Regions from separate parts of the Mus musculus genome. Here regions 1, 2, 4, 5, 6 and 7 are each linked to region 3. A link is a contact called in public Hi-C, HiChIP or PLAC-seq and promoter capture Hi-C data. All regions are on one chromosome and are shown on one strand. The core of a region is the stretch at or near the end of the contact, and the rest is flanking DNA. Distances in the headings are between cores, read along the strand shown.

The links. Promoter capture Hi-C pulls out the DNA fragments that hold promoters and counts their contacts. A called contact is a pair of places that touch in the nucleus more often than the background predicts. HiChIP or PLAC-seq counts read pairs in DNA pulled down with a chosen protein or histone mark. Capture Hi-C pulls out chosen DNA fragments and counts their contacts.
Region 1: a contact with region 3 is called in a promoter capture Hi-C map of neutrophils, with 2.9 times the contacts expected there. The contact joins the enhancer-like site here to the promoter of Ddx21 in region 3. A contact is called at or near these places in 1 of 39 promoter capture datasets (neutrophils), 1 of 484 Hi-C or Micro-C datasets (CD8 T cells) and 2 of 9 other capture datasets (adipose tissue and liver).
Region 2: a contact with region 3 is called in a promoter capture Hi-C map of stem cell-derived epiblast-like cells, with 2.1 times the contacts expected there. The contact joins the promoter of Atoh7 here to the promoter of Ddx21 in region 3. A contact is called at or near these places in 4 of 39 promoter capture datasets (cranial neural crest, pre-B cells, second pharyngeal arch cranial neural crest and 1 more) and 1 of 484 Hi-C or Micro-C datasets (embryonic stem cells).
Region 4: a contact with region 3 is called in an H3K4me3 HiChIP or PLAC-seq map of bone marrow-derived macrophages, with 4 times the contacts expected there. The contact joins the promoter of Rufy2 here to the promoter of Ddx21 in region 3. A contact is called at or near these places in 8 of 39 promoter capture datasets (the 3T3-L1 cell line, the C10 cell line, cranial neural crest and 5 more), 2 of 484 Hi-C or Micro-C datasets (both in CD4 T cells), 7 of 115 datasets of contacts at active chromatin or transcription factors (the 230-238 cell line, the SCID.adh cell line, bone marrow-derived macrophages and 4 more) and 3 of 9 other capture datasets (adipose tissue, liver and pancreatic islet).
Region 5: a promoter capture Hi-C map of adipose tissue shows a contact between it and region 3. The contact joins the promoter of Hk1os here to the promoter of Ddx21 in region 3. A contact is called at or near these places in 2 of 39 promoter capture datasets (erythroid cells and pre-B cells), 5 of 484 Hi-C or Micro-C datasets (CD8 T cells, double positive thymocytes, natural killer cells and 2 more), 2 of 115 datasets of contacts at active chromatin or transcription factors (the SCID.adh cell line and effector CD8 T cells) and 3 of 9 other capture datasets (adipose tissue, liver and pancreatic islet).
Region 6: a Hi-C map of embryonic stem cells shows a contact between it and region 3, with 3 times the contacts expected there. The contact joins the promoter of Tet1 here to the promoter of Ddx21 in region 3. A contact is called at or near these places in 5 of 39 promoter capture datasets (cranial neural crest, embryonic stem cells, hematopoietic stem and progenitor cells and 2 more), 1 of 484 Hi-C or Micro-C datasets (embryonic stem cells), 2 of 115 datasets of contacts at active chromatin or transcription factors (bone marrow-derived macrophages and stem cell-derived neural progenitor cells) and 1 of 9 other capture datasets (pancreatic islet).
Region 7: a contact with region 3 is called in a promoter capture Hi-C map of pre-B cells, with 2.8 times the contacts expected there. The contact joins the promoter of Hnrnph3 here to the promoter of Ddx21 in region 3. A contact is called at or near these places in 10 of 39 promoter capture datasets (the 3T3-L1 cell line, 3T3-L1-derived adipocytes, the C10 cell line and 6 more), 4 of 484 Hi-C or Micro-C datasets (CD4 T cells, double positive thymocytes, embryonic stem cells and 1 more), 8 of 115 datasets of contacts at active chromatin or transcription factors (the SCID.adh cell line, astrocytes, cardiomyocytes and 4 more) and 3 of 9 other capture datasets (adipose tissue, embryonic stem cells and liver).

Annotation. Positions count from the first base shown.
Region 1 is chr10:62,319,263-62,322,752 of GRCm38.p6, reverse strand. All of the region lies in intron 1 of Hk1 (hexokinase 1), which reads left to right. Among named protein-coding and RNA genes, the nearest start is that of Hk1os, 19 kb to the left of the region's middle. Within about 2 kb of position 2,157, at least 131 of the 459 cell types and tissues checked have an H3K27ac peak or open chromatin away from gene starts, as enhancers often do. A contact at or near this core is called in CD8 T cells, adipose tissue and neutrophils, where this site is marked.
Region 2 is chr10:63,097,627-63,101,615 of GRCm38.p6, reverse strand. It overlaps Atoh7 (atonal bHLH transcription factor 7), which reads right to left and starts at 1,831. Exons shown (of 2, transcript NM_001364648.2): 1 at 1,080-1,831; 2 at 336-880. The coding sequence starts at 1,460. The coding sequence ends at 872.
Region 3 is chr10:62,600,069-62,604,089 of GRCm38.p6, reverse strand. It overlaps Ddx21 (DExD box helicase 21), which reads left to right and starts at 1,792. Exons shown (of 15, transcript NM_019553.2): 1 at 1,792-1,962. The coding sequence starts at 1,876.
Region 4 is chr10:62,978,962-62,982,827 of GRCm38.p6, reverse strand. It overlaps Rufy2 (RUN and FYVE domain-containing 2), which reads right to left and starts at 2,576. Exons shown (of 18, transcript NM_027425.4): 1 at 2,496-2,576; 2 at 1-157. The coding sequence starts at 2,499.
Region 5 is chr10:62,337,907-62,341,567 of GRCm38.p6, reverse strand. Hk1os (hexokinase 1, opposite strand) reads right to left here and starts at 1,334. Exons shown (of 3, transcript NR_168630.1): 1 at 1,156-1,334. Hk1 (hexokinase 1) reads left to right here and starts at 1,147. Exons shown (of 18, transcript NM_001146100.1): 1 at 1,147-1,555. The coding sequence starts at 1,493.
Region 6 is chr10:62,885,867-62,889,713 of GRCm38.p6, reverse strand. Tet1 (tet methylcytosine dioxygenase 1) reads left to right here and starts at 2,390. Exons shown (of 13, transcript NM_001253857.2): 1 at 2,390-2,542. The region is part of intron 2 of Gm51805 (a long non-coding RNA gene); the gene reads right to left.
Region 7 is chr10:63,021,204-63,025,247 of GRCm38.p6, reverse strand. It overlaps Hnrnph3 (heterogeneous nuclear ribonucleoprotein H3), which reads left to right and starts at 1,399. Exons shown (of 10, transcript NM_001079824.1): 1 at 1,399-1,528. It overlaps Pbld2 (phenazine biosynthesis-like protein domain containing 2), which reads right to left and starts at 736. Exons shown (of 10, transcript NM_026085.2): 1 at 512-736.

The DNA of each region.
Region 1 (3,490 bases), core at 908-3,407, 280 kb after region 3:
TCTTCTGATACATATGCAGCTAGAGACACCAGCTCTGGGGGTACTGGTTAGTTCATATTGTTGTTCCACCTATAGGGTTGCAGACCCCTTTAGCTCCTTGGGTACTTTCTCTAGCTCCTCCATTAGGGCCCTGTGTTCCATCCAATAGCTGACTGACTGTGAGCATCCACTTCTGTGTTTGCCAGGCCCCAGCATAGCCTCACAAGAGACAGCTATATCAGGGTCCTTTCAGCAAAATCTTGCTAGTGTATGCAATGGTGTCAGCGTTTGGAGGCTGATTATGGGATGGATCCCCGGGTATGGAGGTCTCTAGATGGTTCATCCTTTCGTCTCAGCTCCATATTTTGTGTTTGTAACTCCTTCCATGGGTGTTTTGTTCCCAATTCTAAGAAGGGGCAAAGTGTCCACACTTTGGTCTTCGTTCTTCTTGAGTTTCACGTGTTTTGCAAATTGTATCTTGTATCTTGGGTATGACTAAAATCTTGATCTGTTAAATGAAAGTATTGGCTCCATCTGAGCAGCGAGAAGAGCCGGAGGGAGGGAGGTTTGGCAGGTGCTTAACCCGAACCCAGCTGTTCTAGAACACATGAGAAAAGAAGGGGCGAGCCCCAAGTAGGGGCTACCCTATTGTGATGGTTTGTATATATGCTTGGCCCAGGAGATGGCACTATTAGGAGGTGTGACCTGGTTGGAGTAGGTGTGCCACTGTGGGTGTGGGCTTAAGACCTAGCTGCCTGGAATCCAATATTCTCCTGGCAGCTTTCAGATGAAGATGTAGAATTCTCAGTTCCTCCTGCACCATGCCTGCCTGGATGCTGCCATGAGCCCCCCTTGATGATAATGGACTGAACCTCTGAACCTGTAAGCCAGCCCCAGTCAAATGTTGTCCTTATAAGAGTTGCCTTGATTATGGTGTCTGTTCACAGCAGTCAAACACTAACTAAGGCTCCTATGTAGAGTTAAGGTGCTGCTCCCACTTAGAAGCCCCAGGACTTTGTGGAGCCTCTTCGGTTCTGTTTCCTCTTCTCTAACGTGGAGACAGTGGCCTCTCCTGGTGGCTTTGCCTATTGAAGTGGCAGGGAGAAAACCAGCCAATACCCGGAAACCCCTGCTTCACGTCTGGCACTCGGCGTTTGCCTTGTTCCCGCTCTGGCTCAGGTGAAAGTCCTGGATGCAAACGACAGAGCTCCTCTGCAAAGGCTAGTGCCCATGGCCTTAGCCCCCTCTGGTCTCTATATCAGTTGACCGCCATCCATGTGCCCACTTCTTAGCCCTTTGCTCCCCACTGCCCAGGTTGTCTCTATGAGACGCTGTACCTGGAAATCTCTGTTTAGGAGCTGTCCTGAGCAGTTTCAGGCATCTGTTGCTTTGCCTAATTCTTTTTTTTTTTTAATTTCTGAGTTGGAGTCTCGTATAGCTCAGGCTGACCTTGAACTTTTATAGTGTGTGCTTGTGAATTGTGTATGCTGTATGTGTACATTTGTGTGTGTGTGTGTGCACACGTGGCTGGCTAGTCATTGAGTTTATTGGAGACCCGCCTCAGCTCCCGACCACCACCTCCCAACATTGGGATTAAGGGATGTATAGAATGTGTATGAGTCTTACATGGGTGCTGGGGATTTGAACTCAGGTTTTCCTGCTTTCATGGCAAGTGCCCTTACCCAGTGTACAAGGCTGGCCTCAGACTTGAAATCCTCCTGCCTCAGTCTTCCAAGTACCAGCAATGATGGGTCACCACGCCCAGCTCTCTCTTGTTCTCAATTCCCATGGAGAGTGGACAGCAGAGGTGAAATTTTCCACAGCCACGCCCTTTCCATAGAAAGTGAAAGTGCCCATGTTGTCTGTGGTCACTGGCAATCCTGTCCTGACCGGCCTGCTCGATTGGGCATGTCTAGTCTTGAATTGGTTTTTTGTGCTTGTCCTTTTGGGATCAGGAGGGCGGGACTGGGATCAGGCACTGCCATGTGGGTAAATAGGGCCTAGTGCCAGGCTACCAGTTCTTTCATTGGACATAGGGATTGTGGCCAGGGTACTTGGCAAGGTGACATTCTCTTCGCTGATGGCATCTGCTGCCTCAGCCCGAGTCCATCTGTGCAGGGTTCTGAGCTTCAAGGCCCTGTCAGTCCACACCGAGGAACAGTGAGGGCTGACTCATGGATGTGGCTAGTCCCACGTGGGGTGGTGGCCTGAGCCCTGGAGGCTGATCCTGGCTCAGGCAAGGGCTACAGAACTGGCTTGGCACAGGGTATCCATGTCCCTGTTCACCCGAGAAGATGTCTATAGAGTCATGTGATGCACCCATGTACCAGAGTGAGCATGTGACAGTCTAGAGAGTGAGAGTTGTGAGAGAAACCACCCAAAGATGTGCTGTGCTGAGCCCTCCCCATGATCAATTTTAAGACAGGGTTGTGGATAGGACAAAGCCTGTGGGCACCAATGCCTAGCCAAGGCAGCAGGGGGCAGGTGCAGAATCACAATAGAAGGTGTATGTGTAGTGTGTGGTGTGGTGTGTGTGATTGTTGGTGGTTGAGTATATGATTGTGAGTGTGTATGTGTGTGTGTGTATATGAATGTGTATGTATGTGTGTGAGTGTGTGGTGTGTATGTGGTGTTTGATTGTCTGTGATTGAGTATATGATTGTGTGTATATGTGTGTGTGTGAAAGTGAGTGTGTGGGTAAGTGTGTGTATGTGTGTGAGTGTATATGTGTGTGAGTGTATGTGTGTGAGTGTGTATGTATGTGTGTGACTGTATGGAGTATGTATGTATGTGGGTGGTGAGTGTATGTGTAGTGTGTGATTGTGAGTATATGATTGTGTGTGTGTGAGTATGTATGTGTGTGTGTTTGTGCGAGTGTTTGAATGTGTCAGTGTGTGTATGAGTGTGTATGTATATGTGTGAGTGTGTGTGTGGTGTGTGTGATTGTGATTGAGTATATGATTGTGAGTATATATGTATGTGTGTTTGAGTGTGTGTATGAATGTGTATGTATGTGTGTGAGTGTGTGTATGAGTATGTATGTGCGTATGCATGTGTGTGTGTGTGTGTGTGTGTGTGTGGTTGGAGGAGAAGGTACTATATAGAGTGTTCTTCTGATTCACATAGCCCAGGGTCTCGTGCACCCGCTGCCATGCCTCCTGAGCCACGATGGATTGAATCCCTGTGGTGTGAGCCAGGTTGACCCTCTCTTTCCATTAAAGCAAGTGTGGTGTCTGGAGAAGGGGTGGACTGAGGTAGACAAGCTTGTGGTCTGTAAGTGTCTTGGCAGGGCTGAAGATGTGGTAAAGGGAGGCGTTGCCCTCCCGTGGCTTATTAGACCTTTGAGACGATGGACCCCGTGGAACTGAAATGTCCTCGAGTCTCACACTAGTAAAGGAAAAGGCTGGAGCCCAGGTGCCAGCCGGAGGAGGAGCTTGCCTCCTGGGAAGGGATTCCATCTGGGGCTGACAGCCTGCAGGACCCACCAGCATCCAGGAACAGAACCAAAGAT
Region 2 (3,989 bases), core at 582-3,081, 500 kb before region 3:
TTGTGTGTGTGGATGTTCCTGCACACTTGTTAGAATGGATGTATCTGGATACTTATAAGATAATTTAGTAAGGAAACTAAAATATTGAATATTAAATATCTTCGTACCTGATAGCTACATGTTATTTCAATTTAGCTTAATGTTACCCAGGGTGATTCTCCTGCCTATTTTTGAGAAAGCTGAGATTGTAAGGTGAGCCACCACACTGGCTTGGGAGGAATAAAACCACTCCCTGTCTATACCCGGACGCATTCAACATCACCCCTCCCAATAGCTCTTGAGTGTCTCTAGGAAACTAGTAGAATATGTGTAAGTTCAAAACACACTCACATTAGTATTTTACAAAATCTATATTTTAATGTGTACAGTTAAAAAAATACAGAGCGCTCATACCCAAGTACTCTACCAGCTCCCCAACCCTCGACCCCAGGGGGGAAAAAAAAGTCTTACTCTATCTGATGCATGCACACACAATATACGGAGCATAAATGCATTTACACCACAAGGTAGCTGCTCAGAACATAAACAAGTCACATAATACAACTTCGCCCAATAGGGACAAACTTGCACAGTTTAAGAAGGTAACTAACTGTCTGATGGTTTAGTACCAGTCTTATTCAATCTTTTTTTTTTTTTTGACATGGGGTCTTAAATATTTAAATATATATGTTTCTCCACCTCCTGAATGACGCTAGGATTACAGGCCGTGCATCACCGTGCTCTGCCTAAGCGGCAGCTGGGGCTCAACCCCACTTTTATACATGCAAGACAAGTCCTCTACAAACTCGGCTAGACCCCAGCCCCGTTGTCTTAGGCTAAAAGGAACAGAGCATTATTTTCACAGCAGTCCAAAGTCATTCGCGATGTCCACTCATGAAACCTACAAAACACAAGAGAAGTGGAGATAGGGAGGCAATGAACTCATTTCATCTACCTGTTTGAAACGGGAAGGAAATTAAGCAGAAAAGGTGATTGAGTTTTCTCCCCTAAGACCCAAATGGCCCCGAGGCTTAGCTGGCCATGGGGAAGGGCTCCGGCTGGAAGCCGAAGAGCCTCTGCCCATAGGGCTCAGGGTCTACCTGGAGCCTAGCACCCGGGAAAGGGAGGTAGGGGTGATCGCGGCCCCGCTGCTCGCAGCGCAGCCCGACCCAGTCCCGCTCGGCTTCGGCTAGGATGCGGGTGAGCGCGATGATGTAGCTGAGCGCCATCTGCAGTGTCTCGTACTTGGACAGCTTCTTGTCCTGGCCCCACTGCGGCACCACCCTGCGCAGCCGGTCGAACGCCGTGTTCAGCCCCTGCATGCGGCGCCGCTCGCGCGCGTTGGCCGCCAGACGCCTGCGCGCCGCGCTCTCCAGCCGCCCGGGCCCCGCGCACGAGACCGCGCGCTCGGCTGCGCCCGCGCACGGGGGCGCGCCGCGAGCTCCCGCCGGAGGGCCGTGGGGTTTGCAGGCCGACTTCATCCACGCTGCCGCTCTGCAGGACTCCCAAGAGTGAATAAGACACAGACGGAGCGACTCACGTGCAGTCAGTCAGTGGCCAGAGGACACTGTGTGGGACCCTAGCTTGGGTCCTGCTGGGAAGTCCCTTCCCTTGCCCAGATGCAGTGGAAGTGATGCTCAGGAAAAAGTCATTCCTCCCCACTCCACCCCAAACACGTAAAGTTGAACGAGGAGGAAACTTTCTTGCAGTTTGCTGCGGATCGTTCTTGGGGGTCGGGGATAGAAAGCCTTTCCAGTTCTCTGGGAAAGCCTGAGACTGCTTTTCGGGGTGACGAAATCTTCCCAGAAGCTCTGCTAGGTCAGGAGCGTTTGGACAGCTTGCAGTAGATGTCGGACAGAGCGATGAGGGAGGAGAATTTATAGCCCAGGGCTCAAGGAGGGAACAGGTGGTGGCAGGTGGGCGGGCGTCCCTCCGCTCCCATCTCAGCACCTTCCTACCCTGGGAACGGCAGGGGGGAGGGGGCGACGCACAGCAAAATCCTGACATCATTGCCTTCGTCTGTTGAAGTGTCTCCAAAGCTATGTCCAACGCTAACTAACACACCATCTGGAGTGGCCTGGTCTGACTGTCCCCAATAGAATAAGAAGGTGGGGGTGAAGGGAGAGCCTGGTCCATCTTTTCCCAAACCAGCAGGAAGCTTACATATCAAAAAACAAAGGCCGGGTTTTTAAATGATTAAGTAGAAAAATCATTTTGCGGGAAGATGTTGCTTCTAACATTGCTAGGGCGTATCCGAAGGTTATCAAGATTTTGCTTTGTTAAGAAGCGGCGATAAAGTATTAACATTTTCATTTAATTTACTAAATAAATTCATACAAATTAGGAAATCCAAATACTGTTGCAGGCCTGGAATGTGACTCTGTGAATAATTTCTGTGAAACAACTTAAGATGAATCCAAAGATACAAATGTGTCAGTGTTCACCTCGATACTATGTTCTGTGGGTTCCAAGGCCTTGACAGGTTTATTCAGCAGCTCTATTTCATTTTCTTGTTCATTAATATTGAGCCACAAACTGAAATGATAACTAATCGCTTCATTGTTTACCATTTAAACTTAACAAGACATCTTCATGCACGTGTGTATGCAAAAACGGAAACATCTAAATAATTTGGGGAGTTTAAAAAAATCTTAATGCATTTTCTTTTTGCCTGTCTCTTATACCACTAAAAATATTTCATGCAATTCAGTGTTGTTCTATGTCCTCTGTCCTCAAGAACAGTAACAAAACATGATTTCCACCACTGATAATTATTAGATTTACACAGAGAAATCTTTAATTATCCCCTCTCGTCTCAGCTTGTTTCTTGTTTTTCAGGGGAGTGTAAAGGCAAAGAAACAGGCTCTAATATTTTCAGTTCTATATTTCAGGAAGGGCCAAGGAAGCTCTCTCTCCTTTCGAACCATGGATGTAACCTCAGATTTTTTTGTTTAGTTAAATCGTCTACATACAAATCAAGAGGCCTTTTAACTTGGACTTGTTTACCCCGCTGGTACCTCAGACTACAGCCCCAACACCACCACCCTGACTTCAAGCCCCGTCTTCCCATAAATAGTTTATTAGTCCCCAGCTAAAGCACTGACGGGGAAATGAAGTTGAATAACTTGAAGACAATGGGAAGCAATTGAACATTAATAATCTTCAGAGCGACAGATGTTGGACACAGACTTTTTGCACAGAGCCACTCAGCTCCATCACTCCTCGGTCCTAACAGTCACGTTGGGAGCAGCAGTTCTGCGCTGGGAACAACTGTGTTCTTTAGTCATCAGGATGTCAAACGTTCGCTTTTTAAGGTTTTCGCAGAAGTCTGCTTTCTTTGGGCTATTGTTCTTCGTATTAATTTAGCTCACCCTCCTCCCCTGAAGAGTCCCCTCTAGGAGACACCGCGGATTATCTCCCTGCACAACAGCCCATGTATTCCTGCCCATTAGTGTCCAGAGTATTAATAAGACATATGGTTTTGCAAATTGTGTATCCGGGATAGGTTAAGATTTCTTGGTCCACCTAACCAGAGAATCAAAAGCATTATCATAAAGGGGAAGAAGAAACACTGGAACACAAGCTACATGTGACATGAAATTGATCCAAAGTTAGAGGACCTTAACTAAAAGGGTGTCAGGGGGCGGCGGCGGGGGGGGGGGCGGGGGAGCATCTAGTAACGCACTTCCCACAGGCTTCTTGGAAGACATTGAGAGCACTGCTATCCCACACCTGGACAGTCCTGTGACACTCATGACGGAAAATCGGCACAGGAGAGATTCTGAGATCAATAGGAGAAGAAGAAATCTATTGACATCAGCATTGAACCGACCTGATCGAACCCAGAATTCTCTTCGACACAGTTATGAACACGCTACATAGCTGAGGGTGACCTATCCCTCTAACGTGACGGATTACGGGTGTGTGGGGGGCTGGGCTTCTGACATACTAGGCAAACAATGCCCTGGCTCAGCTTATCCCTCGCCTCCATTTATCTTATAGAGAAGATA
Region 3 (4,021 bases), core at 543-3,042:
ATTTTGCATTTCAGCCTTCTGAGGCTCACCTCAGACCCCAAGTCCAAACGCAGTGCAGTGCTCAAGATTTGAATCCAGAGTTTCTTTCACTACACTCCGTTGTCTCCTCAAAATTAGCATACATTACAATGGATCCATTTAGAAATATCTTAGGGCCTGTGAGATGGTTCAGTCCATATGGTGTTTGCTACCTCTTGATGCAAGCTTGAAGAATTGAGTTCGATACCCAGAACTCACATAAAGAAGAGAATCGGTTTCACTTTCATTTTTCAAACTACTGTGATAAACTGTCTCCCAAGTCCCCGAATCACTGGTTCTTCAGAAGAAGTTCTAAAACGTATTACCAGTGTGGTCGTGCAAATATTTAATCCCAGCATAGGCAGATCTCTGAGTTCAAGGGCAGTCACGGGTGTACAGTGAAAGCCTGACTCAAAACGAGCATTGTCACTGATCATTCAATTGGCCTCTTTCCCTTATCCAATGGTAGTAGTAAACTCTCCAACTTAGGCATCTTTGGGAATCCATTCCTAGTCTCAAGGCCCTGTCAAGGGGCTGAGTGTGCCCTCAAACCCAGTGATAACTGTCCATCTCTTACATTAGTCTATAACAGTGGTTCTCAGTCTTCCTAATGCTGTAGCCCTTTAATGCCTCTTACGTTGTGGTGATCCCCAACCATAAAATGAATTAATTTTAGTTGTTGAGGATTTAGCTCAGCTGTAGAGCGTTTGCCTAGCAAGCGCAAGGCTCTGGGTTCAGTCCTCAGCTCTGAAAAAAAAAATTGCTACTTCAAAACTGTAATTTTGCTATTGAATCTTAATGTAAATATTTGATATATGACCACTGGTAAAAGGGTCGTTGAACCCCAACGGAGTGTCGACCCCCTTGAGAAACTTTGGTCTGTAGTGCTTGAGGACAAGCAGGGCTTGGATGTTATTAGAATCCTGTCTGTCCACTCTGGAAGCAGAGGCAGGCGGATTTCTGAGTTCGAGGCCAGCCTGATCTACAAAGTGAGTTCCAGGATAGCCAGGGCTACACAGAGAAACCCTGTCTCGAAAAACAAAACACAAAAAAACGAACCCTGTCCGTCATACAAGAATACCCGGAAGTTTATAAAGTGCACACATGAATAAAGGGCCAGACTTGTGAATTGTGGGTATTTTTTGTTGTTACTTGGGGTCGGGGAGAGAGCTGTTGAGACAATCTCATCATGTGTCGGGCTAGCCTTGAACTATGTGCACCACGCTGGACTCGATAGAGATCCATCTACCTCTGGCTCCTGGGTGCTGAGATTAGCGGCGTGCACCCCATATGCCCTGCCTATTCTGGTTCTTTTAAATTGTTCATATTGTGCAGCACGCATATGCGTGTCCTGGGTGCCACTGAGCGCGTGCACGATAAAACTGCACAGCTGGTTCTGTTTTCCAGGGATCACAAATTCAGGTCACCAGAACTGTGGTATCTCGCCGGTCCCTGAATTCCGGTGCTCACCAAAGCACCTGGGTTTATCTGTCACCACCCAGCCGTTTTCCACAGGTAGCGTACACATCGCAGCTTTTCATGGGAAAATGTTGCCAGCTGGTAATCCCAGACTCGGCAAGCGGAGGCAGCAGGGTAAGATTCAAGGCCGTTCTCCAAGTCTAGCCGTGGCGATCCCGCTGTCGTTAGACCGCGCAGAGCACCTCCACGCCGCACACACGGGTCTCACCCAAAGCCGCGCGAACCGCAGCCTTGCCGGTACACGCTACTTCCGCCGGATGCACTCCGCTGCGGAAGTGACGAATAGGCCCGGCTGAGGGGCGGTCCGCTTTCTCTGTCGCCCTCTCTCCTAGCACGCGGTTGAGGAAGCCGGTAGGCCTGAGAAGCTGCTGCTGAATAATGCCGGGAAAACTCCGCAGTGGGGCCAAGTTGGGCTCAGACGGGGCCGAGGAGAGCATGGAGACGCTGCCGAAGCCAAGCGAGAAGGTGAGCCTGGGGGGAGGGGGGTGTCCCCGAACTGGGCCGGGCCGGGAGCTCGTGGCCGGCCCTCTGACACGCCGTGTCGGCTGGTCAGGCTTGGGAGTGCGGAAGGGATTGCCGATCGCGTCACAGTGCGGACCAGAGCCGAAGACGGCAAAGTCTGAAACTTGCGCACATGGTCGGCATCTGCTGTGACACACAGACACAGTTCCCTCTTTAAAAAAGAAAAGAAAAGAAAAAAAAAAGAAAACCCAAAACAGAAAACGTGGTTGGCTAAGTGATCACCCTATTATATAGAAGGATCTGTGTGAGCACTGTTAAATCGCCTTGTCTCTTCTTAATTCCTTGCATAAAAATATTAAACTTGTGACAGTATCTATCAAAGTAGGAGGGTTCGGAAATTATCCCGGAACTCCTATGTTGTACGACTTAATTGAGTTTTTTTTTTGCTGTCTCTGTTGACTTTGAAGGTAGGAGCCTTTTAAAGGAGCAGCAGTAGTATTTGAATTAGGTGGAAATCACTGGGCGCACAGCGTTCACATCCGCGTGTTCAGCTGCCTGATGCTGAAGTCAGGAGGGAGGGACCTAGCTACGCGTTTATATTCCGAACTCGACTTACTGTTTTTCATATATGTAGTAGATAACATGTTCATGGGGCGGAGAGATTGTCCACGATACAGTATTTTTAAGATGGTTTTTGTGGTACCAGGACCAAACCTTGGGCAGCTCACGTGTTGGCAGGTGCTGTCCCACTGTAGCTCTAGCCCTTAGCCCAGCGGTTCTCAGCCTGACAGATAATCTGCAGATGTTTATATTATGATTCATAACGGTAGCAAAAATTAAAGTAACAACGGGATAATTTTCTGGTTGGGGGTCACTACAATATGAACTATTTGAAAAGTTGAGAATCGCTACCTTAGGCCATGATTTGAGAATTTAGTCCATTATGATTTAGTCTTTACTGCCTGGAACACTACTAGAGTCTATCTAGTAGGTGGCTAATAATCGGTACAAATTTTCCATATGAAAAGTTGCACATTTAAATAAAGTCCAAATAAAGTTTCACAGACGCAAATGATATATGAATTTTTTTGGTAGTTTTGTTTCATATAGTGTCTACGAGAATCCACATTGAAGTACACATTTCTTGAGTGTTTTACCATATAGAAATTTTGGAGGGAAAAGAAACCTGTTGTTGCTGTTATGAGGACACCCAAAGTTTGCTTGCTCGCTCTCTCTCTCTCTCTCTTTCTTTTCTTTCTTTCCTTCCTTCATAGTTACCTTTTGGACAGTGCTTGCTCACTGATACTGTGTGTGTGTGTATGTATGTATGTATGGATGGATGGGTATGCTTGCCCCTGGGGTTACAGAAGTTTGAGGTCAATGTTGGGTGGGTGCCTTTATCACTTATTTTCCCCACTCTCACTCACCCTACCCTCCACCCACAGACAGTTTTTCTTTTTTTTTAATCTTTTTTTTTTTTTAAAGATTTTATTTATTATTATAGTAAGTACACTGTAGCTCTCTTCAGACACACCAGAAGAGGGAGTCAGATCTTGTTACAGATGGTTGTGAGCCACCATGTGGTTGCTGGGATTTGAACTCTGGACCTTCGGGTGCAGTCGGGTGCTCTTACCCACTGAGCCATCTCACCAGCCCCCACAGACAGTTTCTCTATAGCCCTGGCTATTCTGGAACTTGCTCTGTAGACCCGGCCGGCCATGAACATAGAGATCCACCTCCCTCTAACTCCTGAGTGATGGGATTAAAGTGTGTATCGCCACTTCGCTGGCTTGTAGTGATACACACTTTTGGGGACACCTAGGCTGGCTAGCTGCCCACTCCAGCCCCACCAGCTAGGGTGACAGGCATGTGCCACCACACTCATTATTCAGTGGCTGCTAGAGTTTCCTGTCAAACCCTCATAGTGGCAGAGTAAGCATTTTCCCCCTGAACCATTTTTTCCGAGTATGTAGTTTAGAGCCTTGGTAGTCTCTTTAAAAAATTAGTCTTGCCGGGCAGTGGTGGTGCATGTCTTTAATCCCAGCACTTGGGAGGCAGAGAC
Region 4 (3,866 bases), core at 1,327-3,826, 380 kb before region 3:
AGACAATGTTCCATGACCACGAAGAACTGCTGCAGAGGAGGGTAGTCAGAGTCCAGCGTGCGGCCGAAGCTCAGGGCAGACTCGATGAGCCCTTTGATACTCAGTTTAGCCATGTTTAACAGGTTGGCTCTCTCCACGGCTGTGGGGTCCTTTGTAGCTGAAAAAATGCAAGAAAGCCCAACATCATCCCCAGGACAAGACAACAGTGGCGAATCCACAGATCTGTCCTTCCCCGTGGAAGTCTGCTCTCCCGTGCTTGGCAGCCGGATAGCTCCTCAGGCCAGGTTGCCACAACACGGCCTCTTTCTTCTCTCTCACAAGCCACAGCAAAGCACCATCCACGCCCACTGTGGCCATGCTTATGAACTATCCTCAAGACTCCACACAGAGAATAATAAGCTTTATTTTCTGGCTGGTGAGATTGCTTAGAGAGGATGTGCGGGACGGACCACTTGAGCTCCATCCAGAACCCACAAGCCGGAGAGAATGTCTCTGACCGTCATTTATCAGGCACAGCACATTTGTGTCTACCTACTGCGTGCTCGAGCACACACACGCACGCACACAATCACTAGCCACGGCCCACTGTGCCTACCTACTACACACATCTTAAGGTAAAATGGCTTTCAGTAAAGATAAGCTTGCAAGTACAAGCCACATGTTTGAGGATTTTGCAAATGGTGGGTAGCAGGCATGGTCTAGGTCTAATGATTTCCAAGCAAGAATAAGAGGCTAAAGAAATGGCTCAGTCATTAAGAGCATTTGCTGTTCTTCCAAAAAGCCAAAATTTGGTTCCCAGCATCCACTAAGATGGTTCACACCTACTTGTAACTCTAGCACCAGGTGGCCAAATGCCCTCTTTTGACCTCTGAGGTCAACACACACACACACACATACACACCTTTATTTCAAAATCAGGCAGTGGTGGCTTGCATCTTTAATCCTAGCACTTGAGTTAGAGGCTAGTCTAGTCTACAGAGTGAGGACAGCCAGGCCCACATATTAAAACTGTCTCAAAAAAAAAAAAAATCAAAATACACTAGCAACAAAATAAAAGGTAAAGTTATCAGATTCCAGAATCTCCCAGAACAAACATCACAGGGAAAACAACAACAACAGAAAAAAAAAAAAAAAATCAAAATATTTTGACAAACCCAAGGTAGTCTTCTGTGCCTTTGACCTAAGCAACTAGGAGATTGGTTCCAGGCCGGCCAGGGTTACACAGTAAGACCCTGTCTCGAAAAAAACACAACTCCCAGGTCAAAAGAAAAGAAAAAAAAAAAAAAAAAGGAAAGAAAAAAATTCTAGTACGGGCTGGAAAGAGGTTAATTCCCCATACCTGTGGTAAGCGCTTAACTCCAACTCCAGGGAGACCCGACGCCTCTGGAGGCCCCTACACTCAGGTACACACTCATTAAAAATAAAAATAATTTTTTTTAAACCAGCTGTTCCCCCAACACTCTAAACACTGCCGAGTGGCACAAATATTTTTCTGCGAAGATAGCAAAAGAGATGTGAAAACCAAACCTAACATTTATTAATCTCCAGAGAACTCTGCCATGTAGCTGTTTCTGTAGTCCCAGCGTCTGTGATTCTTGGGTCCAGCCTGGTCTAAACAGAGTGTTCTGAGGCAGCCAATGCTATATAGAGAGACCTGTCTCAAAAACAACCTTCAAGTAAATGACAAACCCAGGTGGTCAGTGCGTTCACAATTTAGTGGCCCACTCAAAACAAAACAAAACAGCTGGGCGTGGTGCGACACACTTTAATTCCAGAATTTGGGAGGCAGAGGCAGGAGGGAATCTCTGAGTTCGAGTCCAGCCTGGTCTACATAGCTAGCTCCTGGACAGCCAGGACTATGCAGTGAGAACCCGTTTCGAATAACAAAACAAGAGTCCCCTTGCTCTGGCACTTGGCTATGGTTTGCATCCCAGCTCTCTTAGGCTGACTTCCTCCGCAATCTGAAACAGCCCGGCTGGGTGATGAAGGATATGGCCACATCTTTTCCTCCACTCTCCGTCGAGGTGTGATTCCCTCCGTCCACCCCCGCTCCCGAAGTGAAACCACCTGACGTTTAATAATCGGCAGAATTCTCTTTTTAAGAGTGTTCATCACAACCTGTAACCTGCACCGGAGGAGCCTAGGACAGCGGCTGTGCAGCAGCGACCGCAGGTGGGGCTCCTCGGCAGTCCCTAGAGGCGGCCCCGCTCCCTCTGCGCCCCCAGCCTGCAAGGGGGCCCCGCGGAGCGCGCTCCTGGCACTACACCGCTCCCCTCCCCAGCCTTCCGCCCTGCATCCGCGTGACTGGGAAGCCATCCCTGTCCCTGGACGCCCTGGTCCCCGCCCGTCCGCCGACCCCAGCCGCCAGGCCCCAGGGCGGGCGGGGCGCAGGGATGCGGGCGGGCGGACGTTGCCATGGAGACCCCGGGAGCCCCCGGTTCCCGGGTGACTGCGTGACCCAAGCGAAGGATGGTGACCCCGGCTGCTGCCCTTACCCATGGCGGCGGTGCGTGCGGGACACGGGCTCGCGGAGCGGGTCAGCAGCTCCCCGCAGGCGCGCGGCGGCCACCGCGTCTGGCCCGGCTCGGCGCTGCCACAGCGCCCCTGGCGGCGGGAGGACGCCACGGCCGCGTGAAGCTGGTCCCCGCCGATCACCCCCACCCCCACCCCAACCCCCATTTGACCAACCCTGACAGCGTCAGAGAAAGAGGCGTGACGGGGACCTGGGGCACAGCGCCAAGGGAGGATGTAGATGCGGGCCTCAAGCTACCTGTCAAGGTTTCATCCTTGCAGGCTGGATGGGTTTAAGGAACACACCGGCCGACTCGGAGCTAGCCGACAGATTTTAGAAAACCTCACACAATTAGCAGAGCCGGCGGCTTGTAATGCCAGCATTTGAGAGATGGGAGTTAGATGGATCCGTAGTTGAAGACCAGGCTCACTTACATAATGGATTTGAAGCTCGCCTAGTCTCAAAGGAAGACACTAAATCCAGCTGCTAACCCCAGCACTCAACAGGAGTGGACGCAGGAGGACTGCTAGGACCTTGAGGTTACTCTGAGCTACCTAACAAGTGCCAGGTCGTCTAAGGATAGCTACAAAACCCCTGTTGCATGTAACAAAATGTGATACTTTGTAAGTGGGTATGGTGGACCTAGAAAATACCAACTCTTAGGAGTTGGAGGAAAGACACAAGACCCCAGTTCCATGTAACAAAATGTGATACTTTGTAAGCGGGTATGGTGGACCTAGAAAATACCAACTCTTAGGAGTTGGAGGAAAGACCTAGAGTGTTTGTTGCTTAAAAAAAAAAAAAAAATCCTTTCCTTAGTGAGGTGTAAACAACGTCTACCAAATGCTTCCAAAATTCTGAGGACACACCAAAAATGATTAACACCGTTCCCGCTGAAGAAGCAGTGAGTTATGGGGGATACTGGGGAGGACTTCGAAATCCCTCTAGGAATGATGACTCCTTCCTGGCTGCAGATAGTCACCCCTCCACTAGCCCCTCCCTTCCTATATGTTAGTTCCTCCCTAAGGCCATTTGCAGTTAGGGTAGAATTGCATACAACAGCTTGCAAGAGAAAGACTGGTTGTTCCTGTGAAGGTCCCATGACCCTCCCTCCCTGCCCTCCTATGAGGGAATTCAAGTCAACTTGCCCAGCTGTGATCTTTTGCAAGCAGATGTAGGCCAGTTTGCTGAAAACAGTGGTAGTTTTGACTCAGTCCTGTACAACACAGTTCAAGATCATTCTCCCAGACATTCGAGATTTCAAGGCCAGCCTGGGTTATACAGGGCTGTCTTTTAAAAAATGCACAGGCACACACACACACATGAATGCTTCCTCCTGCCTTTCAACTTGCCA
Region 5 (3,661 bases), core at 85-2,584, 260 kb after region 3:
TGAGGGGAGATCCTATTAGGAAAATAATTTAAATACAACAGTTAGGCCCTCCCTGGGCCTGGAAATGGCGATATACAGGTTGCGCCCCCCCCCCCAAACTTTAACCTGTAGGCTCCCAAGTTCATTCTATGAGAGTACTTCCCACTTAATTTGTTAGACACAAGTGTTTATGCTCTTTCACAAAAATCATGGGGTGTAGACATCAGTAGTTACAGCTCCATCTTAGGGGTAAAGAAGTGACTGAGGACACATCTGCACCTGCCATTGGGCAGGGTGGGGATGTGTCCTGGATAGAGGTATCAGGTCTACCACCTCTTTCTCAGTGGGCAGTGGTGGCTGGAAGGGTCCTGGGGTACTTGAGGGGTGTTCCAGGCATGGGCTCCTAGCCCCCCAGGTGTGGGCTAGAAGTTAGCCTCTATAGTTCCCTCAGGACAGATGCTGCAGCCCTGGTCATGGGAACATGGCCTGCAAGGGAAGCTTAAGTAAGAGACACTGCATACAACGGCCAGGTCACCAGCACTGAAGCTAAGAAAACCCTGCCCGACTCCTGAGCAGCAACTGTAACGCATTGCCTCAGACTCCTCACCTGTAGAATCAGAGCCACTTCTGTATGTCAGAGTTCTTACTTGTCATAAGGTACAAATACGATTTCCCCTCAACCTGAGTCCTGAACAGTACCCCCAACCTCCCAGAACCCGGATGCCCAAGAGCTAGAGAAGGGTGGGAGGATCGGGACAGGCTGGGAATAGGCCAAAATTCCCACTCGGGGACCATGAGCTCTTACATGATGTCACAGGGGCAGGCGCTTTGGGTTTCGCTATGTGAACTCTGACAGGCTGTGGTGGGACTCCGAGCATCATCCTTAGATTTTGGATCCTCGATGGCAGGCAGGCACAGGGACCCAGTGCAAGATCTGTGAAGCCGCCTAGTTTCGGCTTCCGCTCTCTTTCCACGCCCACTTGTGTGCTTCCCCAACAGGGAGGATGGGAGGGGTGGGGGACGAGCCCTAATCTCCGAGGAAGGGGTGTGGCTCCGTTCGCGTTCTCCAGTTTGTGGTGTCCTGGATCTGTCCTCTGGTCCCCTCCAGATCGTGTCCCACACCCCACCCACTCTGGCTTGGCACTGTGCCACCACGCGTGACCGCGCGCTCCTTACGTGGGGAACGTGCAGGGTGATGCCTCCTTTCCGGCGCGGGAGGGAGCGGCCGTCATTCTCCTGCTCTGGCTGGGAAGCCCCAGCCATAGCGCGGCAGTGGCGCCTTGTAGCCAATGGGGACTGAGGAGGTGGGCCGGCTGGCGGTTGTCACCCTCCCGGGGACGGGAGCTCGGAGGTCTGGAGAGAGCAGGCAGACGCCCCGCCCAGGGACTGAGGGGGAGGAGCCAAGGGAGGAGGAGGTGGAGTCGCGGATCCGCCGCTGGAGGACCACTGCTCACCAGGGCTACTGAGGAGCCACTGGCCCCACACCTGCTTCTCCGCATCCCCCACCGTCAACATGATCGCCGCGCAACTACTGGCATATTACTTCACCGAGCTGAAGGATGACCAAGTCAAAAAGGTGAGCCCCGCCGGCGCCGCCCTGGCCACAGCCTTGCATTCCCGCATCCGCTCGCCACCGCCTGCATCCTCCCCCCGGCCTCTCCCGGCTAGACAGCATCTAGTTGGACTACAGGGTGCAGGCGACAGGCCTCATGCTGGGATTCACCCGGGCATTGTGGGCATGCGGGCGTGCTTGTGGTTTGAGGAGCTGGGCGGCCGGCTGAAGACCCCCCCCCTTCCTCCCACGGCTGGATTGCATACTGCAGTGTCCTTGAAAAGGACCATGGATGTCAGATGGGTACCCGCACGCAGTGCCGGGCTGAGACCTGTCTAGGTGGGGACCAGCTGGCCTGTCTATAGGCCTGTTTTGAAAGGTCCACGCGCGCCGTGGGCGGGGAAGGTGTGATCGCCGAGATAGGCTGGGGAGGTGAGTGAGCAGCTGGCGGGGGTGCTGGCTGGAAGCCAGGCATCCCATATTTGGGGTTCCCATTTGGAGAATACGATGCCCTCCTGAAACTGTCACTGGGCTCCCCCAGCTGTTGCAGCTGCTCCTTACTCTGAGGACGGGGTGACCCGCCTGGCTTTCCGGTGAGGGGAGGGGAGCAGAGGCCACCGGAAACTTTGCTCATAGGCCTCAGGTCGAGAACCGCACGTCTGAATGGAATTTTTTCTTCCTCTAAACCTGTAATTTCCAGGCAGTCTCAGCCTAGGAGCTCAAATAAGACACTTTAGTCACTTGAAGAGCTCGGAGGGGTTGGCATTCGTTCCTTGTGACTTGTGAGTTCTTGCACATGGACGCTGGGTCCTAGGGGTGATGTTCATCTAGTATAAAGTGCCGTCTGCTGGTGGGTCTTAAAGATGTACCTCACTTTTCTGCCACCATCAGTAAGACGGGATGTTTTTTTCCTGAGATAGACTAAGTTGGTTAGGAAAACACCTAGGACATTTTTATTTGTGCTATGGGTATGCCTTACCTACCCTAGGATAGGTTAATAGCATCATCACCCTGACAGACACTGGGACAAGAGGTACTATCTACAGGTGAGAGGCGGCAGTGACTAGGCTCTGTCCTTTCCTGGCCTGAGACTTCTCATCCTGCACCTTCAGAAGCAGTCTTACCGGGGACTGTGACCTCCTGAAGGTCACACAGCTGGTTAGAGGTGGAGTCTGGGCGGGGCTCTGACCCTCCTCCCACTCGAGAACTTGACCAAGACTCCCCCTGGGTGTCAGCTGAAGGGGAGGTGCTGAGAGACAAGACTGTTGGAGATGCAGCTCTTATCCTGAATAGGGACCAGGAATAGGGTGCTGAAGGGCTTCACTGTCAATCTCCCACCCCCACCCCCATCCCTGACCTGATGTCAGGGAGCTATGCATCAACACGTGTAATTGCTTGAGTTTCTTCCATGGCGGTGGACATGCTTATCCCATGGAAAGGGAAGATAGGAGGGCAGAGTGCACTTAGGATAGGCCTCCCGAATCAAGAGTCCACAGCTCTCCCACTCTAGATACCCTCTGTGGCTCAGGCGTGCAATGGTGGGTGGAGGCCCAATGACCTTGTAAACTAAGCCTCCAGCCTCACACCCACAGCCACCTGTGTGGCTGCCAGCTGCCTGGCTGCTCCCTGACACCGTGCTGGGTGGCCACCGGTGGCTGAGTTGGACTAAGGCGCTCCACTACAAGTGGCCTGATTCACCTCCGTCCCATTCCATCTCCCAGGCCCTGTGGGTATCTGAGCACCGATTCAAACGGTGCCTAACTAAAGCCCTCACTCTGAGATTGGGATATCCCCTCCCCCACCTCTATCCCAGAGCTTTGCTGGAGCAAGGTCTCTAAACTGAAACTTTCATTTCGTTCTGTGTAGGAGATCCTTAAAAACAAATGAGCTCTCAGCCTGACGGTGGGTGGTGGCTCAAGCCTTTAATCCCAGCTTTTGGGAGGCAGAGGTGGATCTCTGTGAGTTTAAGGTCAGCTTGGTCCACAGGGCAAATTCCAGGTCAGCCAGGAATACAGAGAGAAACCCTGTCTGGAACCACCCCCCTCCAAAAACAACAACAACAACAACAACAACAAAACAAAAACAAAAAAGCCAAAACAAACAAACATACAAACCCTCAAAACAAAAACT
Region 6 (3,847 bases), core at 1,141-3,640, 290 kb before region 3:
AAAGGGGTCATGGAACAGTCCCTGGCAGACAAGACTGATATGCTACACAGTTGCCAGTGGCAAATTGCTTGATGGGTTGAGGAAAAGTCCACAAACCTGGACACAGAACTAACTATTCACTGCTGAGGTGGTGTGAGCAGAGAAATAAAAATATGTTGTTTGTTTCCTTCATATGACTAGAAAACATCAGAAAAATCCCAGCTCCTGATAAGCTATTGTAAATGGAGTAGTAACTGCCTTGCATGCTATTATCTCTGGAGACATTGCCTTTAGTACCAGTCCTGCTTCGTCCTTTTTTGAGTCCTTGCATTAAGCCTTGCCTTCCTGTGAATTTTTGTATTCTCCTGTTCTCTTAAATTTGTGCTTATGCCAAATTGTGGGAGTGAGTTCTCGACACCCTGATGTGTGGATTTCAAGGATCAAACTCAGATCTGTAGGCTTGGCCAGAGGTACTGATAATCTGTCCCATTTCAAAGGCCCGACTTTATCTTTTTTTTCTTTTTTAAAAATTAAATTTATTAGAGGCAGGTGGATTTCTGAGTTCGAGGACAGCTTTGGTCTACAAAGCAAGTTTCAGGACAGCCAGATATACAAAGAAACCCTGTCTCAAAAAAAAAAAAAAAAAAAAAAAAAAAAACCAAAAATTATTTACATTCCAAATGTTGCCTCCCAAAGGCCCAACTTGAAAAGAATTTTTTTTGTTGTTTGTTTTTTGAGAAAAGAAAATTTTAAGTCCGGCATGGTGGCAGAAGCCTTTAATCCCAGCACTCGGGAGGCAGAGACAGGTGGACAGGGGTGTTGGGGCTGGAGAGATGGCTCAGTGGTTAAGAACATTTACTGCTCTTCCAAAGGTCCTGAGTTCAATTCCCAGCAACCACATAGTGTGGCTCACAACTTTTGTAACAGGATCAGATGCCCTCTTCTGGTGTGTCTGAAGACAGCTCTAGTGTACTTGTCATATATATAAAATAAATAAATAAAATCTTAAAAAACTATTACAGGGTCTCACTCTATTAAGGCTGGCTGGGAAAAGAGATGTTTGCCTGGTTTTGCTAGAGTGTTTTGTCTTATTTGTCTAAAAACTTATCTGTCAATATTTCTCGCACTTTATAGGTATGGGAAGGAGAATCAGTTCAAGGTCAAAATCTAATAGAGAAAGGGAATGAAAGAAAAATAAAGAAAAAAAGAGAGAGCCAGGTTTGCTTTTTTCTATTGCAAAGATTAAATTGAGGCCTCAGTCTTCACCTCTGAGCAGAACTCAGCTAGAAGTGCATTTCTGACCTCCAATCAGGTTACTTTATAATCCCAGCACTGGAAAGGCTGTGGCTGGAAGATTCCTGCCTTTGAGGGCAGCCTGGGCTACACAGAGACTTTTAAAAGCTAAACAAACAAACCCGTTATAGCTGGTACCTAGTTAAGAATACATTTAAAGGATTTATTTAGGGTGTAAGCTTGACAGTTTGGGACTATTTCTCCGAACAATCTAGGGACATTTATTTGTTTTATTTTGTTTTGTTTTTTTGAGACAGGATTTCTCTGTATAGCCCTGGCTGTCCTAGAACTCACTTTGTAAACCAGACTGGCCTATAATTCAGAAATCCACTTGCCTCTGCCCCCCAAGTCCTGGGATTAAAGGCATCTGCTAGGCTATCGAGGGACATTTATATACCACAGTTCAGGTATGGAATTGGGGGAGTGGAGTGTAAAGCCACAAGCCAGTTTTCTCCCTTCCACCTGAAGCAGTAGATTTCCTTGTCTAAGGGCAGACTTCTGGAAGAAGAGAAAGCTATCTTACCTTGGGATATGCCTAGTTAAAGTCAAGCCTGAACCTCATGGCAGGAATTTCTCTCTTACTGTATTTCCATTTCCTATAAAGTGATTATGATCACTAATGAGTCCGCAGTCAATGGCTAATCAAAATAAAGATGTAGGGAAAAAATCAAAGCTAATTTGATTTCTCTTTGGTCTTGAAGTTGGTTTGACACCTCTAGGATGTCACCTGGATGACCCGACTCGCTTCTGGAAACATTCGTTTTCGAGATACCTTTACTCCCATCTGATTAGAGATACTCTGACTCCCATCACTGAAAGAGATGGTGACCTGTAGATTTCAACACTCCTTTGACCTAAGAAAAAAGGGGAGGGAGCGCGGGCGGAATTTCAGGAAAGCCTAGGAAGGAGTGGACAGGAGAAGGGTCGAGAGGAGTCCGGCTCCGATTTGGGAAAATCCAGCTCGCATTTTGCCTCTCGCTCAGCGGTACAGGGTCCAGCAAAGGCTGTGCCCCAGCTACACTCCTAGAGGTCTGTACTGGGGAGACACCGCTGCTCTGGGGGGGGGCGAGGGCTGACCTGGCTGGGAGTACCCGCGCACTCCGCTCGTGGAACACTGCACTCTGCAACTGGTTTGTACAATCCCGGGGTCTGTATTCGCCCCTGGACGTCCTCTCCCTCCCTGGTCATGTACCTCTACCTGCCTCTTCTACGGGAACATTCGCGGAGCAGCTCCCCAACCCGGGTGCTCGGGCCCTGACCGTGCCGGATGGTAAGTGTCCATCCTAGGCCCGCCTGAACTCCTTGGCGCGTGCCGGAGCCTCAGGCTCCAAAGTTGCACGGACCAAGACCCGCTGGAAAGTTTGTCCAAGGATTGGTGCAGGCTTCTAGCAGGGGTGACCCGCGCTGCCCTGGGATCCAGAGGCAGTTTAGGGTGAGCTGGGGCGGCAGCAAAGAGCCGGGGAGTTGGGAGAGGGTACTACTCCGTGGCGGGACGGAGCTGGGGGGCGGATCTCGATCGGGCTAGGACTTTGCACGCCGCGATGCTTGGTGATGACTCGTGCGAGTCAACTCCGCGCCACGACCCCCTATCCCGGGCCGCTCCGGGTCTTTCGTGGCGGGTGACTAACAATGCTCGCGGGGGACCTTACAGCGCTCCCCAGAAAGTTTAGTTAGCCCTGGCTAGGATCGGTTCGCATGGGGACCTCCAGACTTGGCATCAACTGGAGATCCTGTAGGGGAAACGCATGTATGGCCTCTGGGAGGTCCCCAGACAGGAGTTCTTAGAAAGTCTGGGAGTCTGCCTGTAGGGAGGCGATAGCTTTTGCCAGCGAGGAGTGGGGAGCGCGAGCTGTCGGGTTCAGAAGTGTCTCACGCGTTTGAGACGTACCCCATCCTTCGCGGATGAACCCTAGAAAGGGGTTGCTGGGAGCCACTTCGGGAGTGCAGGGGACCTGGAGGTCTGGGAAAGGCTGGTCCGGAATTGGGAGGTTCAAGAAGAAGCAAGAAAGTAGGATATGTTGCCAGCGCCGAAACGCAAGTTTTTGGAATGCTACTGACTGGTTCTGGGATCCTGGAGAGGGGATTGAGGGCGTACGTGTGCTCGCAGCGGCAGAGTGAGTGCCTAAGACTTATCGTGCTGCACGTGAGCTCCGGGAGCTCGCGGTCCCTGCCTGGGCTGAAGAGACCACCGCCTACTCCGCGGGGTAGGGAAGCAAATCTTCCTTTTTCCGGAGGGGTGTGCTCGCCTATGATTATTCCAGCGCTGGGTTGGTAAAGGCATAGAGATCTCCGTGAGTTTCAGGGCAGCTAGGGCTGCATGGTGAGACCAGTCTGAAAAAGCAACTTCCCCTTTCTCTTACTCTCTCCTTCACCTCCAGTGTTCGCCCATTAATCCACAGGAATGAGTCAGGAAAGAAGTGTCCGGCTCCAGTTGCCCTTTGGGAACTGAACTGGGTACGTTTCTGACCCACTAAAATTAATGTGACTTTAAGAAAGACTTAATGCTGGAGCAGCGATAAGGATTCCCTGACTCAGCCGGGCGTGGTGGCGCACGCCTTTAATCCTAGCACTCGGG
Region 7 (4,044 bases), core at 150-2,649, 420 kb before region 3:
CTATGGAGACACAGAGGGTCAGGAGTTCAAGGACATCCTTGGCTACCCAAGAACAAAGACAAGGAACTGCTTACCATGCCATTTCAGGAAGTACTTAATAAACCTGAGCTATGACGGCTTCTAGAACATACTTTGATTTTCCTGTCTGTAAGTATAAGCACACTGCGCCCCCCCCCCCTTCTCTGAAGGATATTTTGGGCTATAAAATCAGTAGAGTACTAAAGACTTTCAAGTAGGTTTGAAGATGAATTAAAGCCGTGAAATACAAGTTTCCATACAAGAAAGTCATTGGCCTCTTGGCTCTAGTATAAACATAAATAAAAATTCATAGTAAATCAAATCCAACCTTCCACACTGCCACTACTCCACTCCACATGGACTTCCCAGTGTTTGTAGCACAAAGAAATCTTTGGATGCACACTGAAGGGTGATTCCAACCCAGCCCCATCCACGTTCACAGCCTTAGTCTGTCCAGCCCGGCCTCTTTTCGCCCTCTGCTGTCCGTACCCACCTTAATTAGCTTTGCTCTCCCAAGTCTCTCAACACCAGGGTGGCCCTCCACCTTCCCACAGCCTTTCCATGTGCAATTTGTGTTACAACTTTAAAAAAGCCATAAACGGGTCGGGAGCAATCTTGGTAGCACGACAGAACCTCCACATGCGGTTTTTTTAGGTGTCTCCTGCGAGCACAATTTTTAGGAATACCAAACTCTTACTTAGATAAAGTCTATTGCCGTGAACCACAGACCCGTCACCCGGGTTTAATGGAGAGAAAAACCGAACCTGGCAGGTAGGAAACCAATCAAGGCGCCAAGGCTGCCTACGCAGGGGAACAAAGGGGATGCCCCAGGCTAGGACGGGAATCCTGCTGGGTTTAGACGCTTTGTATCTTCGCAGGCGCAACATTCATCTTTTTTTCTGATTGCATAATGCAAATATGGTGGACCAGCAAAGCCGTCCCCGGGTTGGGGGGCGGGGTGACAGAAACCACGTGGCTCCTTCCGCGCGGGGGCCTTTGTGGGATCTATTCCCAGTGGAGCAGATAAGAAACTTAGCAAACCGCGTGACCACGGCTCCTCAGAGGCCCGTGGGGAGGGACAAACGTGAGCTCCGGGGTTCAGAGGGTTGGTCGGTCGGCGGGAGCCAACGGAGTCCGCCACAGCCCACTCGCTGCGACTCCACGCCCACCACGGTGGCAACCGGGCAGGTCCCGAGTGCGCAGGTGCGCTGCGCCCCGCCCCCTGGGAGACCACGCTGTCACTCAAGTATCGCGAGAGCAGCGCGGCAGAGAGGGGGTGGGCCTGGGCAGTCGGCCCTGCCCCCTCCCTCTCTCTCGCCCCCCTCCCATCCCCCCTCGGCAGTCGCTCGGCTGCGCAGCTCCTAGAGCGGTTGGCGCGGCGGGAGACGGTTGAGGGGAGCGAGGGAGCCGAACCGTTGTGGCGAGCGCTCAGCAGCGGGCGAGCCAGGCGTCCCTGCCCGCGACCAGACCCGCGCGAGCGTCGGTGTAGGCGTTGCTTACGCCCCACAGGGTATCTGAAGTAGAAGGGGGGGTAGGTTGGGCCGGCGGTGCCGACAGCGGAGTCGGGAGAAGGACGAAGAGCCCGGGAGCGGGTGAGGGAACGCGGAGTGGCCGCTCGCTCGCTCTCCCCCGCCGCTCGGCTGCCGCCATCTTGGGGGCCGGTAGCGGTCGGGTCGCCTTCCCGCCTTTCCCCCGCTCGGGCTACTTTGTCGCCTCCGGCTTACGGGAAAGTGTCCGGCAGGAGAGAGTGCGGGCGGGAGATCCGAGCTCTCCGGTAGGGATGAGGGTGGGGAGCTCAGCGAGCCGGGAAAGCGGGACGCGCTCCGGGTGGAAATGGCGCTCGGCGGGCCCGGCCACCCACCGGGGCCTCCGGTGCTCTCGAAGGGACTACCTGGGGCCGGCGGGGCTGCGAGGGGCTGCTGACGCAGACTCCAGGGTTGAGACAGGGGGAGCTGGGGGCGGGGGAAGGAGAAGCCAGTGACGACGAGGGCGCTCCGATGCCAGATGCAGGACAAAGGCGGCCGCGGTCCTCCTTTGTAATTCCGCCGCTCGGTTGCGATGGCCTTGGCCGGGGGCCGGAGGCGGACTGTCCCCTATCTCCCGGGTCTCTAGGGCGAGCTGGGCAAACGGAAAATCTCCGGGAGGAGGCAAAGGACGCTTAGCCGACCTTTTAGTCCCTATTTGGAACTGCGGAGAGAGTCCGTTGCGCATCTCCAAAGAATTACCACCCACCTACCCCATGTCCCCCTCTTAGGTGTCGACCAAGACTTTTCATTTTGGAAGAGAAGTGCATGGCTTTTCTAATAGGAATAGTGCAAAGTGGGTGTGTTTCAAACAGGTCCGGGCCAGGTGAACTGCGAAGGTGCTGCGTTTAGGCAAGGGTGGAGAGTTAAGTTGTGTTTGGGGTAGTTAACTCTCCAGGAGTTGTGTTTTGTGTCGTTTTGTAATTAAGGCCGAAAGCCCAGTGCATTTCGTTTCATTTGATGGCTGAGCATGTTTAAAACTTGTATCGAACTGTGGTGTTTTGAAGCCGAAATAGGTCTCTTAAAGTGGAAGCCGAATCGCGTACCTAGTTGACGCGTTTTGGGTCCTTAAATTGGAAGCCGAATCGCGTACCTAGTTGACGCGTTTTGGGTCCTTAAATTGGAACTGTCATTAATTTTCATTGAAAATGGGTTAAAAAGGAAAAAAAAAAAAAAGCACATTTGGGCCTGAAAGTTAACTTGCTCATGAGTAATGGGAAAACTGTTAACGTACATTCCAATATTTAAAACAAAAGCTGGATAAAACGCCCAATCGTATTTTGTGAGTTCCAGGGCTATAGAGCAAGAATCCGTCTCAAAACGAAAAAAAAAAATCTCCAAGAAACAGATTACCACCTAGAAAAAGGAGGGTTTTTGGTTTTTTTGTGGCTTTTTTTTTTTGTTGTGTTTTGGTTTTGTTTTTCCTTAGACAGGGTTTCACTGTATAACCCTGGCTGTCCTGGAACTCATGTCACCAGGCTGGCCTCAAACTCAGAAATTTACCTGCTTCTGCCTCCCAAGTGCTGGGATTAAAGGCGTGCACCACCACGCCCGGCCAAAAAAGGAGATTCTTCATGGACTTTGGAAATGCAGAGGGTTCAGATCTACTATAACGAACTAAAAGATACGTCCACATTTTCTTGATTGGGTTACATTAGAAATGCCTTTACTTTTTTTGAGACAGGATCTTGATGTAACTGGATGTGTACTGAAGGCCTCCCTCTTGGAGCCTCTGTCTCCCAAATGTGTTTTGCTTTATTTTGAGATAAGGTTTCATTGTAGACCATGCTGGTCTTGATTGGAGGATCTTGATATTTCTGCCTCCCAAGTGCTGTGAGCCACCATCAACTTTTTTTTAAAGTGGTATACCACAGATTTTAGTACATTGCTAGTTATCAGACCCTCACTTCAATCCGGTTTTAAAAAACGCTTCTATCATTTCAAGAAGATACATGTACCAACAGTCATCCCATGACAGTGTTCTCTATGTCAAACCTCAGAAGCAACAGATCAGGTTCTGCTTTTTGTTTGTTTGCTTTTTAAAGATTTTTACGTGTTTGTATAGTTGGAATAGTACATAGTCTTTTGTGACTGAAATTTTTGCTTTCTATTTAAAGTCTCAAAAATGTTACTAAAGCTGGCTTCATTTTAACTGCTAGTATTTTTAAATTGGTCCTACGACTTGGAGGTTTTGTGGTTAGTGTTTTGCTGTTTACCCTGGCTCTCCTAGGACTCCTAGCCTCAAACCATCCTTCCACTTTCCCCTCCTTAGGCTACGGGAGCAAGGACTGCACCTATATAGCTCTTGGGGTGGAGTGGGGGATGTGACTCAGGTTGGTCTCCTGTCTCAAGCTCTGAAATTAGTGGCATGAGAACAGTTGGGATCCCCAAAGCAGAGTAGTGATTAATTTATGACAGTTACAAATAAGGTTGGCGTATTGTAAATAGTGACCTGATACATAGCCTCTGGAAACTGGAGGAATCAGAACAGACTGCCCTTCTT